Regions from separate parts of the Bicyclus anynana genome. Here region 2 is linked to region 1. A link is a contact called in public Hi-C data. All regions are on one chromosome and are shown on one strand. The core of a region is the stretch at or near the end of the contact, and the rest is flanking DNA. Distances in the headings are between cores, read along the strand shown.

What was found. A called contact is a pair of places that touch in the nucleus more often than the background predicts.
Region 2: a contact with region 1 is called in a Hi-C map of whole body, with 5 times the contacts expected there. The contact joins the enhancer-like site here to the promoter of LOC112053606 in region 1. A contact is called at or near these places in 2 of 2 Hi-C or Micro-C datasets (whole body and whole larva).

What each region holds. Positions count from the first base shown.
Region 1 is chr13:9,437,326-9,440,097 of ilBicAnyn1.1, reverse strand. It overlaps LOC112053606, which reads left to right and starts at 1,492. Exons shown (of 2, transcript XM_052884972.1): 1 at 1,492-1,723. The coding sequence starts at 1,627.
Region 2 is chr13:9,683,276-9,686,032 of ilBicAnyn1.1, reverse strand. All of the region lies in intron 1 of LOC112048022 (gustatory and odorant receptor 22), which reads left to right. Among protein-coding and RNA genes, the nearest start is that of LOC128198664, 78 kb to the right of the region's middle. Within about 2 kb of position 1,437, at least 8 of the 8 cell types and tissues checked have open chromatin away from gene starts, as enhancers often do.

The sequences.
Region 1 (2,772 bases), core at 243-2,742:
CTAAAAAAATATTTTTCAAAATTTTATTTTACGACTTTATTCACATTTTTAATTTACATATTCATGGTAATTTACAGCTTTCTATTAGGAGTAAAAGTCTCTGCGCTAAACCGTTGAAGGACGGACATGACAAAACTTTAAGGGATCCATGTGGATTACGGAACCCTAAGGAATACTTTTTGGGATATACTTTGAAGAGTGTGCACAGAAACTTTCCAATCTACTAAAATCCTCCATCTCCACAGAACAGGGAGATGCTGTGAAAAATGGCATCAACGTTTTGCATCAACTTTATAATAAAAACCGCCAAAATGTAAAATGCCGGCTACCGGTCTGAATGAAATGAAAATGAAAAGCTGGTAGTGGAACATAAAAGGCAGCAAAGCAATATTTTTTTAATACGTTAAGTACCTATTATTACAAAACAGAGTCTATTACTCGCAGTTAGCATCTTGATATTTTTAATTAGAACAATATAGATAACATCTATTGCAAATAAATAGTTTTTTATGCAATAACAAATTGCATAAAAATTTATTTTCTTGCTATTATACCTACTGCCAAATCTGTTACTGAAGAAGTTATCATTTTTTTCCAACTTTGGAATACCGTACGAATATTTCACTTACAGAAAAAACGCGCCAAAAAGAGTTTGCATTTAATTTGCTTAATAAATGAAAATGTTGTAGAGAAATTGGAAAGTTTTCCCACTTTTCCATAACTATTTACAATCAACTCAGAGTGCCTATGAATAGATTTATTTTTGTATTTATATTATTTTTTGCAATAGGAGTTGATGTAACAAACATAAGGGTTATCTGACGTTAAGTAAAAAACAATCGCATACACCTACCTGAACACTTATTCATCATAATCATCATCATATCAGCCAATGGACGTACTGCACGAAATAGGCCTTTTGTAGGGACTTCCAAACACCATGGTCCTGAGTCGCCTGCATCCAGCGACTTGCAATTTGCTTGATCTCATCAGTCCACTCGTTGAAGGATCAACCAACACTGCGCTTTCTAGTGTGGGGTCACCATTCCAGCACGTTGGGAACGTATCATTATAATAAAATCGTAAGAAAGTCACAACTAACCTATGTTTTGCATTGCCAATGATGCACTAATATGACGGTGGTACTAGCTTAAGCTCCTGCTCACAATCTCTGAAATATATTTAGTGTCATTGAGATCACACGTAAACAAAAATGACAAAATTTGAATTCCACGTGGACTGAGTTTCGATACGAGGAGTTGCCACCTAACTGTGCCTTAATCAACCAAAAAGTATGTTATCAAATGTTGCATTGCCTAATTGTCAGTTCGAAATACAAATTACTTAAATTTCGATTACTCACCGATCCGCCCTACGTCAATTATTGCTTTCTTATTGATAAGCCGTCAGTACAAAGCACAATGGGCAAGCACGCGCGATGCTTCGATTGCACCTACAGCCAGCTGGTAGAAAGTACACCAGTAGTGTTCGCTCGAGTTCAGTTGTTGACAGCACGCGGTAGATATCGTACGTATAGACGCAAATGTGACCGGCCGACACGGGGGAGATAGTTGCGTCGTGAAAGACAATAAAATAAATTAAAAAGAAAAATAAATAAACAATAAAATGGGTGCCTGTGTGAGGATTATTGTCCTGTTTCTTATGGTTTCTGCAGCGGTCGCCGTACCTGCGGGAAACTCGAAATGGATTCCAAAGATCGATGGTAAGTCATACTCACAACAATACTTTCTTTTAGACATATTTTGAAATTTTCTCTATTCTGCGATTTTTTCCATTGCACACAAAAGCCTACAAAAATGAACAAATTACTACATAAGAAGATTTATTTTTTAAGTTATATATTTCGATTTATGTCAGCTTAGACTATTCTATTGTTCCATAAAATATTTTAATAAAAATTTGTTCTGGATGGTAAAAAACATCTGTCATTTAACCTGACATAATACCAAAACCAATTAATAAAACCGGCTTTGTTAATAAAACATCAATTAATTAGCTATAACAGTGAACTATGAAAAGAAATTGCTGAACTAACAAAGACATCACTAATTAATAGAATGAATTGTTTATTATTAACGGCGAATTGCACACGCATTGCTGCAAATAAATGGTCCGTGTTGTGAACTTGAACTGATATGCAAAAAAGAAAGGAAAACTTGAGCGATGTTGCAAAAAAACTGTTGCAAGAGAATTCACCGCTAAAAATTGCGATAAGAGTTTTACGGATAATTTTACTGAATGCGATTGCTCGCCGCCGATTGACAATGACCTACTGGTGGCAACGACACGCTTTGATGCTTGTAAAAACTAAAACATCAAACATCGTTTCCTAATAGACAATTTAAATAAAGTTATCGTAAATAAATACGTAAACAGATAGCTGTAAGTACAATATTGCCAACAAATAATCATAAAAAATCGTCGAAATAAATAAAACCTACATTTTTTGATAATTGCAATCGAACGGTATCCTATGAGAAGAGAGAACAATCAATTAAGCATAACTCAATGTACAATAATTATTCTATTAATATACACGTAATATATACATTAAAGCGAAGAGTAATATGTTCAAATGTGACTATATTTAAAGGTAAACCCCGAACTACTAATGAAATAAATTGAATTTAATACGTTTAAATTTATACTCAACTATCAGAACCCAGCGGTTTCATCCGCGTAGTACCCATTCCCGTAAGATATGGGGATAAAATATAGCCTATGTTACTCGTTCTTAATGTATCTTTCCAT
Region 2 (2,757 bases), core at 188-2,687, 250 kb before region 1:
GTTTTTTATTCGGGGTTAAGCGTGCCCCATTATACGTTCATAAACGCCGTAAAAGTTGGAAACATTCTACATAATACGTTAAGTTACTGTCAATGTTTATTTTAAGCGAGCATTTTTGTTTCTTTTGTAAGAAATCTTTACCCTTCATTTGGGCCCCCCAACTAATTTTGTTACAGGGCCACTGCAAGGCACGCTACGCCACTGCACTATGTTGCTACAGTGCAGGTGCAAGTGGGTTCTATCTTAAGGAAGCGGGACCTCTGGGCCTGTAGCCATATGGTATGTCGATTCTCTTTTTACGAACACTAACGCTTCGAAAACTAATAAAATGTATGGGAATGACAGATGCAATCGATAACTTGATCACGTGACTTGTCGATAATGAATATAATTTTTATTATTTTCGAAGCGCTAACATTTATAGAAAGAAAAATTGACGTACCGCATGGATAAAGGCCCAGGCCTTGCAATCAGCTGTTAAAAATAGGCTGATGATGACAATAATTGACAATACACTGTGGTAAAGGAGAATGCTCACCGGCCAATACAATGTCGGCCCCCCGTATAAAATATATGGAGATCATAATATGATCTATAAATAAAGATTTAGTTAAATAATTATCTTAACATTTTTTGTCTCTCTTCTTGCGCAAAATGTTCGCTGATGTAGGTACCAAAGCGGCGAAGTAACATTTGATGCTGTATTATTTTTCTGTTACCAAAAAGCTTACGAGTAATAAACAAGAAAATGAATAAATAAACCAATCATAAGTCTTCAAATAATATCGTAAAACAAGTAAAACTCAGGCTGAGTCTCAAATGGTCCACGATTTTTTTTTTGTCAAATTAATCATGAATTAAAAAGGTCGAAAAACGTTGTAGCAAAGTTTTATTGATAAAGTAATTATTTAATTAATAAAGTAACTAGAGTTATCAAGATTTTATTAGATACACCTAAGTATATAGCCGGGTGATTTGGCTAGGCCAGGGCCGGGGATGGGCATTCTCTTTTACATCATGAAGGTGGGTTATGGAGATTCCTGTGGGAATACGGGGATAAAATATAGCCTATGTCACTCCCTGACTAGCTTTCTATTGGTGAAAGATTTTTCAAATCTGAGCATTAGTTTTTAAGTATATTCGTTACATACAAAAATACAAATCTTTCCTCTATAGATATTGATTATTATTGAAGCATAATTTCCCGATAACGGAAAATTAATTCTGTATCAATATTTTATATGAGGTATATTTTGGTATTAACCCACGTTATATTATCCCAATACATTTCCACGTATCAGCGACGGCACGGCAAATCTCGATTTCGATTTAAGCCGATATTACACGATTTCCCCATAGCGCACGCTATCTGGTAAAGGTGTGCCGGTTCTGTGAAAGGCGTCGGTCGTGTGACGCCATCTGACGTCACCGTGACGTTTAGTGTGACGCGCACGCAGGCGCGACGCATAACCAAGGTCACGGAACGGAACGTAGATATTATAAAATAGTCCTATTATGTCAAGCGTTACGCAATGTAGTTTTATTTTTAGACACATATATATGCTAATGATGAATTTATTTAATTGTCGCGGAGATTTTGATTAGTAGATTTAATTTTGTATTGTTTTTATATGGCGGCGAGTTCGAACTTCGAACACGGATGTCGAGAGGGTCGTGGTTTGTACGCAATTAGTGTGACCTCACTGTTGTGCGGTGACGTTATAGATTGTATTGTTTCTAAGATTTCCATGCATGGGATTTTACCAAATCTCACTTGTGATATCACATCTTGTGGTTACCTGTAATCACGATTAAACATTTGGTTATCGATTTTATATTTTTTAATAATGATTATATTTTTAGTTCAATATTATACTTCAGAATATCACAGTGAAGTTTTTGATTCAAACTTCTTCGTAATTAAGAATGTATTTTTTTTTCAAGATTCGTCGGATAAGCCTAACGTATGTGTTTTGTCACTTCTTACTTTAGTCAAATGACATACACACAAGTGAATAAGCTATCACATAACAGAAGGTAGCGAAACCGGTTACAAGTATCTAAAAGATAACTGCCTCATTCTCCATCTTGGATCTTGAGCTTTCTGTCTTATAAAAAACCCGGTAAAAGTCCAGCGCCTGTAGCCTGAAAATCGCCTTCCGGTTTCTACACGACATCGTACCGGAACGCTAAATCGCTTGGCAGTACGTCTTTGTCAGTAGGGTGGTAACTAGCAACAGCTAAAGTCTCCCACCAGCCAGACCTAGACCAATTAGGAAAACCTCAATCGGCCCAGCTGGGGATCGAACCCAGGACCTCCGTCTTGGAAATCTACCGCGCACACCACTGCGCCACGAAGGTCGTCAAAACGATTAAAATAGGCCGTTAATGAAAATGACAGAAAATCTATCATGAAGGCAATTAATTACTGAGTGACGGAAAAGCGGTCATTGCCCTAACGCGAAGGCTGAATCGATTATCTCGAATAAACAAACGTATTTCCTTTTAGTTTACGAACTTCCTTTGGGCGTTTTTTTTTCCTCTGCAAATATTTAACTGAACGTGTTAACCAGTATATAAAAATGTACCTAATCACAAACTTTTAAAGTAAAAATAAGTAAACAAAGTGTAAGTCAATATTTTATTAGAATATTATTTATAAAGTAATTTTTTTTTAATTCTTTACAAGTTAGCCCTTGACTACAATCTCACCTGATGGTAAGTGATGATGTAGTCTAAGATGGAAGCGGGCTAACT